Linked DNA regions of Anser cygnoides: region 2 is linked to region 1. The links are chromatin contacts, called in public Hi-C maps. All regions are on one chromosome and are shown on one strand. The core of a region is the stretch at or near the end of the contact, and the rest is flanking DNA. Distances in the headings are between cores, read along the strand shown.

What was found. Hi-C and Micro-C count contacts between places; a contact is called where the count stands out from the background.
Region 2: a contact with region 1 is called in a Hi-C map of granulosa cells, with 1.6 times the contacts expected there. The contact joins the enhancer-like site here to the promoter of ATP5PD in region 1. A contact is called at or near these places in 2 of 7 Hi-C or Micro-C datasets (granulosa cells and liver).

The regions. Positions count from the first base shown.
Region 1 is chr19:6,022,222-6,028,294 of Taihu_goose_T2T_genome, reverse strand. It overlaps ATP5PD (ATP synthase peripheral stalk subunit d), which reads right to left and starts at 2,196. Exons shown (of 6, transcript XM_066979930.1): 1 at 2,059-2,196; 2 at 1,495-1,623; 3 at 724-820. The coding sequence starts at 1,616. It overlaps KCTD2 (potassium channel tetramerization domain containing 2), which reads left to right and starts at 2,256. Exons shown (of 6, transcript XM_013178852.3): 1 at 2,256-2,596; 2 at 3,897-4,005; 3 at 4,663-4,754; 4 at 5,447-5,542. The coding sequence starts at 2,303. It overlaps LOC106034709 (a long non-coding RNA gene), which reads right to left. Exons shown (of 6, transcript XR_010825808.1): 6 at 3,585-5,601.
Region 2 is chr19:6,215,351-6,221,423 of Taihu_goose_T2T_genome, reverse strand. TMEM104 (transmembrane protein 104) reads left to right here. Exons shown (of 10, transcript XM_066979983.1): 5 at 312-414; 6 at 828-908; 7 at 5,267-5,366. Among named protein-coding and RNA genes, the nearest start is that of TMEM104, 9.3 kb to the left of the region's middle. Within about 2 kb of position 2,488, at least 1 of the 3 cell types and tissues checked has open chromatin away from gene starts, as enhancers often do.

The DNA.
Region 1 (6,073 bases), core at 947-3,446:
GACACGCTCGCAACTGTTTAAGTTAACAAGCTTTCCAAAACTGATCCCTGCAGCTTGAACGTGTACTTCACAGGCAGCACTGCTCACCGGGATGCTTCGAGCAACCTTTTCTGAACTGCATAGCATCACCAGGACACACAACGCTACACACGTTCACCACAGCACTACGGAGCGCAAAGCACAGCATCACGAGGAAGCAAGGAAGTCTAACACCATCTTAAGACTTGTCCCATCACAGACAGATTTTCCCCAAGCCAAAGTTTCCAGATCCAGCTGAGGTCTGTGGGCCCTTGCAGTCTCGCAGCAGCCAGTTTCCCTACTGCCAGTGGCAGCGCGTGACCTTCAGCAGAAGCCTCCCTCGTTCCTATGGGGTATGGCAACCCCTGCAGGCAGCAGCCAGCTCTGCACTTTCCCTGGTCTGCAGACCTACGCTTCTCACCAGCCGTTTGCTCCAGGAGAGGCACTACCTGAGCCCACTCCCGCAGACACAATGATGTATCGAGTTTTCCTTCACCGGCTTTCTCACTGTACGGTGCCCCAGGTTTCACCCTGAGAGATGGCACTGAAGTGACCTGCTCAAGGTGAGCGACACCAGCTGCAGGACACGAAGCAAGGAAACTTACCGAAACTCCAAACACCTTAATTCTGGTATTTCCCACTCCAAGACGTTCCCCATTTAAGCCTCCAAAGAAGATCAATGCGCAGGCTGACAGAGGTACTGACCTTCTTCTGGAACTCGTCCACCATGCCGGCTTTAGCAATGGCAGCCTTGTAGTGAGCCCAGTCGATGGCAGGGGGCTTCTCCGGCAGGCTGGCCAGCCTAAGGGGACAGGGGACAGCAGTCACCACCAGGGCCAGCAGTAACCTCGCACCATCATTTGCTCTCTGCCACAATTACTTTCCAGAGCGTTAACAGAGCCTGCTAAGCTTAATTGCAAATATCTCCAAGTTTCTCATTAGCAACTAACAAAGAGCCAACCCTGCAACTTCCCCCACCCTTGAAACAGACTTCTCTGCATGGGCAAGGCAAATTCAGCCTGCAGCCCTGCTGCACGCAGCACCTGGATGCAGCCCTTGAAGAAGAGCTAGGCAGTTTTCACAGCACTAACTCAGAGGCAGGCAGTGACAGCATCTGTAACAGCCCATGCATATCAAGCAGCAGACGCCAAAGCACCTGACAGAACTCATCCATTTGTGCAGCATCTAAAAGAGCAACAAAGCTTTAAAAATATTTTTCCAGCGCACCAAACCAAACTGCTTGCACAGAACTGCTTTTTGACGCTGCAATTCTTATTTCACTGACGAGGATTGAGCAAAGATGATTTGAAAACTAAAATTAAACCAACAGCTGTCTTGAAGACGGCCTGTTTTAACGTCTCTTGGAGCATTTTGTAAGACAATAACTACGGACATCAGCTCAAGCTGGGCCTGCAGAGGCCGCACAGCCCACCGAGGTCCAGAGCTGTCGGCGGCAGGCGCGGGGCCGGCACTCACCGGGCCGACAGCGCATCGCTGCGGGTCTTCAGGGCGTTGAACATGGCTCGCTGGTTGGTGGGCACCCTCTCGGCGAAGGCGGCCCAGTCGATGGCCTTGAGAGCAGCTCTGCGGCCCGCCATGCTGCAGCTGGGGCAGGGAGACAGGGAGCGCGGCGGAGGGGGAGGTCAGAGAGGGGGGAGCGTTGGGGGGGGGGGCGGGATCGTGGGGGACAGGGGAAAGGGCCCGGGACTGAGGGAGGGAGGGGCCTGGGGAGCGCCCGGGACCGCTGGGGGGAGGAGGTGGGGGGGGGGAGGCACGGGACAGGGCTTGGGACCGGCGGGGGGACGACAGGGGGGGGGCACGGGACCGGCGGGGGGGCACCGGACAAGGCCCGGGACCGGGGGGGGGGGAGGCTGGGGAGGTCCTGGGACCGTGGGGGGCGCTCGGGAGGGCCCGGGGGCGGCGGGGGGGGACACAGGACAGGGCCCAGGACCGGGGGGCACCGGACGAGGCCTGGGGCGGGGGGTGGCGCTGGGGGGGGGCCCCGCCGCCATCCCGGGAGCCCCCCCCGGCCCCGCTCACCTTGAGCAGCGCCCGCCGTCCCCTGGCGCCGCCGAGTGACGCGCCGGAAGCCCCGCCCCCTCCCACCGGAAGGGGCGTGGCTTCGCCACACACACCCCGGAAGCTCCTCGCCGCCGCCGCCGTCCCTCGGCGCTGCGCCCCCCCCCGCTCCGGTTCCGCTTCCGCCCGCGGTGCCCCGGAAGCGGTTCCGCGCCCCGGAAGCGGCGGGCGCGATGGCGGCGAGGCGGCGCTGAGCGTGCCCGGCATGGCGGAGCTGGCGGCGGCGGAGGGGCCGCCCAGGGGCCGCACCCCCAGCCCGGGCCCGGCGCCGGGTGCCGGGGGGGTGCCGGGGCCGCCCAGCCCCCGCTCGGCCGCTCCGGGGGCTTCGGGCACGGCGCTGGGCACGGCCCCGGCCCCGGCCCCGGCCGCCTCCAAGTGGGTGCGGCTGAACGTGGGCGGCACGTACTTCGTGAGCACCCGGCAGACGCTGTGCAGGGAGCCCAAGTCCTTCCTGTGCCGCCTCTGCTGCCAGGACGGGCCCGAGCTGGGCTCCGACAAGGTGAGGCCGCGCCGGGGAGCCCCCGGTCCCTGTTCTACCCCCCCCCGGTCCGGTCCCGTCCCGCCGAGGCCCCCCCGTGCTGCTGCAGGAACCCAGCCCCGGCACAGAAGAGAGGGGACGCTCCTAGGAACGGGGCTTGCAGCAGGCTGCGCTTACGGCTGCTTTCTGGTGTGAGCTGCTCTTACAAGAGGTCGCAGCGCAGCTGCTTGGCTTGTTTTGAAGCCACCGCCGGTTATCATAAGGGTTTTGTGGGTGGTCGTTCTTGTAATTGCAGGGTATCATAAGGGTTTTGCAGTTCTGTTTGTGGTCCTTCTTGTGGTTGCAGGGGTTTGTGGGATCTGCCGCACAGGGCTCTGTAAATACTTTCTGGATAGGTCACACTGAGAATTGCTCAGGTCTCCTGCTGCTTAAGAGTTTACCTTGAAGTTAAAACCTCCTTGTAACAAAACCTCCTTGTGACCACATTAAGCCACCAGCCTCAGCAAATAGAGGTGGTGATCACAGAATCCATCACAGTATCATTAGGGTTGAAAAATCCCCCCAGGACCATCTGCTCCAACCCTCCCCCTGCCACCCATGTCACCCCCTAAACCTTGTCCCCAGGCACCACATCCAGAAGACCTCACGGTTTTTTTTACCACTTTAAAGCAGCCTGCTTGGCAGGTCAGACATTGCCTTAAGGAAATGGTGTGGAAGACTCCTGCACAGGCTCTGTCAGCCCTTCCAGGCTGGTTCGGGAGATACTTTAGTTGTGAACTGTTGGTGAGCTGATGACATTAATTGTTGTATGCCAGCCTGCCAGACACTGCTCGGAGACAGGGCTTTGGCACTGCAATTTGCATTTTTAGTAGTAGGAAGAAAAACACACAGCTACTTTGAAGTTTAACTCTCATATGCTGTTTACCAGAACTGGAAATCCAATTTTTTTTTTTCCAGAGTCTCCTAGATAAACTAGTCTGGAAAACAAGATTAGACAGAGCACGAATGCCAGCTTTGGTTTTTTTTATTATTGCAGTGAAAAAAAACTTAAGCGCTGCTTTTCTCTTTGGTTATATAAACTGTTCATAGAAGTACTTAATGTGAGGCATCTGCCAGCACCATCGAGATGCAACATTTGTAGCTGAGTTCAGATACTGAAAAAAAACATTGGATAAAGTGTGGAGTCACTAATTCAACCTTTACAGGCAAAGGAATCTGTTTCTTAAAGAAAAACTGTTCTATTTATCATTTTCAAATGAAATTATCTTTTTTTCTAGTACCATTTAACTATGCCTGCTTCATTCCTGTGCACACTCAACAGGATGAGACAGGTGCATATCTCATCGATAGAGATCCCACCTATTTTGGTCCAATACTGAACTACCTCCGCCACGGGAAGCTTATCATAAACAAGGAGCTCGCAGAAGAAGGTAAGAGAAAAATCCGGGGTAGAACCACAAGCGCTGTTAGATAGAAGCATGACAGCTGCCATCACAAACGTGCCCGAGCACATCAGGGCACCGATAGGGCAACGTGTAGTAGCAGGAGCAAGCCACAGTTCCCAGCGGTGCTGTTAGTATTTAGCTTCCCAGAAGGATGCTTGTTAAAAGGGATTAAATCATCAGATTCTGCATCATTCTGGAAGCAGAGGCCTCTAGTTTATAGTACAGCCCATCACTGCTCTGCTTAGCTCAAAGGCTTCTTTTAGCAAACCATCTGATAGAACATCTCCCTCCACAGACAGCAGTAACAGCAGTTCTGCACAAGCAAGCAGCTTTGGTGAGATTCCCTTAGGGAGGGAACACCACAGAGATCGTGCCATGAGGTTTCTGATAAGCCCACGGAAAGGGGGATAATCTTTAAGTACCCTGTAAGCCACAAAAGGAGGTGGCAGCTAGTTGGTCACCTCCTTCCAGCCTGGGAACTGTGAGATCCGTGGCAGACTTATTCAGCACCCGAGGATTTTATTACATGTGGGTGAGATTTGGAGGCAGCAGCAGGTGTTGCATCCTTGTAGCTGAATCATCTTCATTCTGCCCTGTATAAAGTAACAGAACTTCTGTCTCTGCTTTTCGTTCCCTTCTTAGGGGTCCTGGAAGAAGCCGAGTTTTACAATATTGCATCTCTCGTGCGACTGGTGAAGGAGCGGATACGGGATAACGAGAACAGAACCTCTCAAGTAATGCACATGAAAATTTATGTTCTGAAGTCAGTCATTTTCTGTAGCTTAGTAGGATGTGTGGCTGTAGGCACGTCCAGTAACAGTTTTTTAGCTTAGTTGTCTTTAACAGCAGGAATCCGTGTTTTTCGTTAGATCCAAGGCACAGCTAGGAAAAAGTATCCATTATGGTTTCACAAGAACAGGCCACAGTCATCTTGTTAACGCTGCAGGGAAAGGCGATGAACAGTTAAAGGAAAAGGGCTGGGAGCAAAGATGGGGAGTTACAAACCAAAACACAGCTTCAGGAGGTAAAGAATAGTTCAGTTCTTCTCCAAACCGTTTTTCTGCCCTGTATAGCTGTCTTTTTGTGGCAACTTTTCCCATTACTGATACTAACATACTCAGGAGATTCAATTTCAGAAGGGAAACATTCTCAAAAAGCAGTAAATGGCTTTGAAAACCAAAAAAAGTGTTGCTTTCACTTGCATTTAGGCACCTGGAAGGCTTTTAAGAGAAGTGTATGAACTGTTTGTACCCATTTTAGAATTGGTTGGATAGTCACAAAGATGAAACCTCCGTCCACGTGGCTCAAACTTCCTCAAATAACACAGATAGAGCAGACCTCATTAGTTTAGGCTAATTAGTTTCCTTGCTTGATACCAGTGCAACAATTACTTAACTCCTGCTTGTTTTTATTCCCCATGCTTTAGGGACCTGTGAAGCACGTGTACAGAGTCCTGCAGTGCCAAGAGGAAGAGCTTACACAGATGGTGTCCACTATGTCTGATGGGTGGAAATTTGAACAGGTACCCATGAGCAGTCTGACTTGAGCAGCCATCTGGTTTCGCAGGATAACTGAAATGTGCTATTTTAAAAGGAAATACATTATTCTATCCACCCATGATTCAGTAGTTTGGGAAATCTATCAAAAGATACCATGCGTTTGTTGAGCAAATAGTGGTGTGTGGTGTGGAAGTATCCAACAGCTTAAAGGTCAAGGCAGCAGGGACCAGGGGAACAAAAAAAAAAGTTTCTTGTGGCTCTCTTTTGCCCTTAACACAAACAAAAACCTGTTAATGTTACTGCAGGTCAGTAATGACAGCCCCCCAGTCTTGCTACAGCAAAACTGTATCAGTAGGCATCTGTGTAGGAAGGTTGCTGACTGCACATGCCTCAAATATGAAGCTCTCTCTTAGAATCCATTACAACATGGAAGTTAGGGTGCACGCTACACATTAAAGTTTCCTGGATATACACAGCTGATAAGAACCACATTGCTTTCCTCAGATTTTTTTAGGTTTACTATCTGGAAGGCAGAACAGAGTTGTAAAAGACAA
Region 2 (6,073 bases), core at 1,239-3,738, 190 kb before region 1:
ATCTGTCAGACACTTCTGACTTCCTCGTGCCACGTATCACTGTGTGAATCGGATGCTGTTGCTGTATGACCTGCTAAGAGCAGAGCCTGGCACTCCCCTCAGACTGCTCTGCTAGTGCCCTTTTCTGCTCTCCAGTGTCTCAAGCCTGGGCCAAGGGCTCCTGATATTGCCCCTACTTGCTAGCCTGTCCTGCCCAGCCCTGTATGGGCTCTACCTCTGAGGTGCTGGAAGTGAGACGATGACACTGGCAGTGCCATAGCTTGTGCTGTAGGTAGTGGAAATCTGAGCAGTGGTCTGGCCTTTTCTTCCAGGAGGATGATGAGGATGAGGATTCTTCCTCTGGAGTATCTGACAGTGATGTTCTCCTCCAAGATGGCTATGAGCGAGCAGAGACGCGACCTATCCTGTCAGTTCGTAAGTACCTGCTTCATGCTTTCACTGAGACCTTTTCTCTACAGGCAGCATTCCTGTGAGCCCCAGTAAGTGGAGCAGGAGGACTCTTCTGTCCATTTTGCCCTTAATTTCACATTTGCATCCCAAAGACTTTAGCACTTCCAAGATAAGGCTCATTGAGAATTCAGTTTACCTTCTGCAGTCTGATAAAGATCTCTTCCCTCTAGGTCACTAAGATGAGAATACCTTATTCTGAAAACACTTTAAACTAACTTCAGCAGAGTGATTGGACCCGTGGCTCTGCAGCTGTGGAGTGGTAGATAGTACATAGTGTCCTTCAAACTACTGCTGGAGCTTCTTGGGTGTCTTCAGATAGTCTGGCCTCTGTTTTTACTCGAGGGACTGGTTGAAATCTTCTTGTTTTCAACTTGCAGAGAGACGTGGCTCACCCAATATCTTTGAAATCACTGAAAGGGTGGAAATGGGCCAGATGGCTTCCATGTTCTTCAATAAAGGTACGTGATTGATGCGTTTAAGTGTCCCTCGCAGTCCTGCTGCATACTGTGTGTATGTCTTTTGTTAAGTCTGAGTGCTTCTCAGTGTGGGTTTGCATTCTGAGTTTGAGATGGTTCCGTCCAAGAGTGTTGTTCCTTATCTGCGAACTATCCATCCCTCTGTGTAGTGTTTCTACAAAGCAGGATATGTGTGGGCCAGAACCTGTATGAAGGGGAGGGTGCTGTGGTGGTGTTGCCAAAAATACCGGTTCTGGGTAGTTGGCTGACACAGGTAAGCTTAAGTCAGTGCCTCTTCTGACTGTTCTCAACCTAACCCTGCATCTGCCCTCTGATCTCTGTTCTCTGCAGTGGTAGAGCCCAGCTGTAGAATTCACTGGTTCCACCTTGGCAGTATTTGAGAATAAAACTTTTTTTTTCCTGAACCCTTTAAGTGCCTGTCTGAAGGAGAGAGGCTTCTGGGGAGAGCTGCTGAGAACTGCATGTATCTGGGGGTGGGGGTCAGCTGCTGGGACGTGAACTACTGAATGAAGAAGGGTCCCTGGTGAGCACGTGGTAGGCAGATATCTTGTCTTTTTGCTATTGTCTTTTGTTGTATGTCAGGGAACGAGCTTGTAGGTATGCTGCAATAAAGCCGTATCCATTGCTGCATACAATAGAAACGCAAGCTACAATGTTAGGCGTTCTGAAGCTGGGTGAGGAATACATTTGAAATGCTGAGCAGAGCCAGAAAATCATCAGACACCATGGTTGTGCAATTTTGAGCCTGTCAGGCCCCATTTCTTGTGGACAGCGACATTTTCTCTTGTTCGCTAGCCACCTCACGAAGATGTGATGGGCTGTTTTTTCCACTACATTACATCAGCTTTATGCCATTCTAAGACTGCCTCTGAAGGACAGCTGGGCTTAAGGAGTGAAGATTGTTTCAGCTATATTATTGCTGATTTTAAAGTCTAGTTGAAAAAAATAGCTTGATTTCCCTATATGCCCCGTGTGGGTCTTTGTAGACATAAAGCATTCAGGAGTATCAAAAGCCACAGTGAATCAGGCTGCCACTTTTCCGAGTCAGAAGAGGAGAGGTGACTTGACTGTGCTAGAGACCCAGAAACATCTTGTTCCTAGTCTTGTCTGTTGCTCTGAGATGCTCTGACTTTAGGCAAGCTTTCTTGTTTGTGTTCTTTGCCATCTGTAAAACACCGCGGATGCTTCCTTAGCTCTCAGTACTCCTCTGAGGACTAGTATTAGGATGTTGCTTTGATAGCAAGCCCTGGACAATGTGGCTCAGCAGTATCACTGAGGATTTAGGTACGGAGGCCTGTTTTATTGCACGTGGACTGGGGGAGTACACAGACAAGTCTCAGAAGGCCTCTTCTTCTCGTGTGCTTCCCAGGAAGATGGTGATAACCCCTCAGGTGAGCCAGGTGTTGAGCAGTTGCCTTCTAAAAGGTTTCTCTGCCTTGGTGCCAGCTGCTGCTCAGCCAGTAGAGGGTGCTGGAAATACACGTCCTCCGGGGTGCCGATGGACGTTTCCCAGCGAAGTGATATTAACTGCTTAGCATTCTGAATCTTAATCTCCCTTCTTAATGTTGTTTTAGCCCGAGTTATCTGCTTTCTGTGTCAGGGATCCTCCCCCGGGCTGACTCAAGCTAGTGCCAAGGGATAAATCTGCGGGAAGTCAGCGGGAACAGCTGCAGGCTTGAAACAACTGGTGAGAGATGAGACGAAAGGTACGCAGAGCAAAGGGTCTGGGGCAGCTGTAACTCACCTGCTGCTTTCCCCTCCTCTATACTCAGCAGCAAAGAGCTGTTGCTGAGTCCTAGCTGAGAGATGCACTCTGGTCTGCTGAGCCGTTGCAGAGAGCAGGCAGGTTAGGTGCCTCCCTCTGCAGATCCTGGCTGAAGTTTTCGTGCTGACAGATGCACAGAGAGGCCTTGGCTAAGGGCAGTTGCTCGGTGACCCCTTCCTACAGCCTGGTGCTGAGAAACTGGGTCACGCTTGGCAAGTCCTGGCTCCAAGCACCACCCTCTGCCGTTTCACAGCTAGCAAGTGTCTGGGTGGGTTTTGCTTACAATATTTGAAGCGTGGATCCAAAACCAGGGTGTCTGAGAGCTTTACAGCCTTCAGAGGGAAGGCTGGTGAAGGCTTTGTAATAGACCTTAAAGCCTCTGAGACCTAGGGAGTTCTCTGCTCTTTTCTCTTAACTTTTTTTCCTTAAACAATCTGACAGGAGTTGAATCTGCAGTCCTGGGAGGTAAGCCGAGGATAAATTTCCATCTCAGACTGTCTGCTTTCTTAAAGAGAGCTGTCTTAGGTTTAGGCTGTGGTGGGCCTGTATGCTCTTTTAAAAAAGCTGGCTCTGAAGAACTGCTTTTTTTTTTATTTGCAATGTTGGGTGCTTTCTTCTGGGACCGAGCAGTCATTTGTTGCGGCAATGGAATCTGGGCACATCTGTCATGCTGTCCCCCCACAGGAAACCATTGATTTTCCCATTTTTGTCCAGTAATGAAAGTATTGATCAGGGAGGATCAGTAGCAGCTTGTAAAAGAACTGGCAGTAAAGTCTTCTCCCCTCTTTGGAGGGCACGAGTTCGGGAGAGGACTGCTACCTGGACTTCCCACAGGCAGAGAAATCCACACTGGAATAGGGATATTGGGTGTGCTGGTGAGTTCCTGGTGGTACTGCTGCAGCTTAGCTTCTTGTGTGAGCACTATTTTGTGTATACACCAAAAAAATAGAGCACCTGAGACCTGGTGTCAGTAGTAGATTCTGGTTTGGGGATCTGCATCTAAGTCTGTCTAGTGCTTAGTGGATTTTGCAGCTTCTGTCCTACATCAGGTGTTTGTTACAATACTCGACCTTTTTTAATAGGGAATTGGAGAGAACTGGTAGGGAGTTTGCTGTCGTATTCAGAATAATGCAGTCTCCTTGCTGTGTGGTCATCTTAAATCTTTCACAGAGGGGAAAAAATGAAGGGACCTATAAGAAATTTTCTGGCTATTTCTGGAGGGGCTGAAGATCTCCATTTATCTATTCAAACAAACCAGGAGTAACTCTTGTGTATTGTCTTAGTGCTTTATAAGAGCAGGGAAGTCTTCTTGCTGCTTTCCCATACAGCCCTTTTTGTAGAAACGTTTTCTGCTAAGTAGGCTCAGCACATTGAGTAATTTATTTAACACGAGTGGAATGCCTGTTAATGTGTCCTGACACCCAGGGATCCAGGGACAATATGATGGCAAAACACATGGTGAAACTTGAGGGCAACCAAGTGCTGTGGAAATATTAATCCCTGTTCCTGCAGTAATGACATTTTTATTTGATAGCTGTCATATGAGTCTCGGAGAGGTGAATTGATTTGCCCAGGCTGCATTAGGATTAAGCATCAAGTGGTATCGCAACTGGAAAGTATGGACAGGTTCCTTGAGCTGCTTTCCTTCAGTATCTACCTCCTAAATGAAACAAATTTGAGGCTTCTTTTTGTAGCTCACCTGTTTCTGAACTGAAATATGTTCCAGTTTGTTTTTCGTTGCTGAGATTTATACCAGCTCTCATGGAAGAAAAGAATCCCGGGGTCTCATCAATCATATCTTTGTTCCTGCTGATCTCAGCCCTCCACAGCAGTGTCTTCCCGAGCCCAAGAAAGGCTGTTTTGTGCACCCAGATTGCTTGAGTAAGACGTTTCTAATCTCATAGCTGAAGGCAGAGCAAATTTAAGACAGAAGCAAACCACAGAAGAAAACATTTGGGGACAGGATCAGTGTTCATTGTGGCACTAGGGTGTAGTAGGGCTGCAGAAACAGTTTTCAAGCTTTGCAAGTTTGAATCTTGCCTCGGGATGCTGGCGTTAAGGGATCTCCCAAACGGCTCCACCTCGACCGTGTGGAACTGGATCTCTGCAGGGCTAAATCCTTACTGCGAAGGTCCTGCAGGCTTGGAATTGGCAGAGTACTAACAGCTCGTGTTTCTTCACCGCACCGTTGCTCAAGGTGTGTTCACACCAGGTCTGTCACCGTCAGCTAGTGTGCCTGTGACTCTTCCAGGTTGTCAGCTTCGTCTGATAGTTCAATTATGTGAGACCTGTGGGCCTTGAGCAGCGACTGGAGGATGGGTGTAAGCTCGAGTGCCTGGTGTGAAGGCCGGGTATTTCAGCAGGCAGAGCTGAGCTCTGAGGCCTCATGTCCCATCGGTTCCTGTGCTGTAGCTGTCTCCTAACCTGCTGGTGTGACCCTTCTGTGCGGTTCAATGCAGAAAAAGTAAACTACAGAAAGAAATGGTGGTTTTTTTTAAGGTGTTGAAAAAACTTTTGTGAATTATTGATTTAGCGTGCGGAGTTCAAGAATCCCCAACATCACTTTTTCTTGCAGTGGGTGTCAACCTCTTCTATTTCTGCATTATTATCTACCTCTATGGGGACCTGGCAATCTACGCAGCGGCTGTGCCGGTCTCTCTTATGCAAGTGACCTGGTAAGTGTGCTTACTGCTGTGCAGTTACGTGCTAAGAGGGACAAGGGCAGGTTTTTGGGCTTGATGGGGTGATAAGTCTGACTGGGTTCAGCTCTCCTTTCTGAAGACAAGTGGAGAAATGACTCAAGGACATCTCAGTGCACGTGCGTGGGAAGGTGAAGTTGTTCTGTATTCCCCACCCAAGTGGCTGCTGCAGGCTAAGCTGTTGTTGGATGCCTCAAAAGTACTTGACCTGATTTCAGGTAAGTCCCTGGGCGTAAAGTACTTCAGCTTCAGCACCTTGCAGGCATGGGGCTCATTGCTCACTGGTTTGAATGCCATCCCCTGTGCAGTATCTTAGCTTCTGTCTCCGGATAAGAGCTGGGAGGTGTGGTGCTTATCAAGCCTGTGACCTGCAAGTGGTGACAGGACTTTGTGCTTACCTGATAAGCTCTGGGCTTGAGATAAGTTCCTTCCTAAAGAAATAGTGAAAGACACTGGTTTGCTTGGTCTGGGCTGGGCTGCACTTGTGCTCAGAGCTTCAAAATGGAAAACTGCAGTGATCCGTATGTGACCTCTAAACTTGCTAGTCTAATGACCAGACTTGTAACTGGATAATCAAATAATTTGTCTTCAAATGCATAGTGTTCATTGACTTGCTCTGTTAAAGTCCAGAAAATATAAGGGGTGTGTCTCCATCACGGAGGGAGCGGAGGAACACACACTTT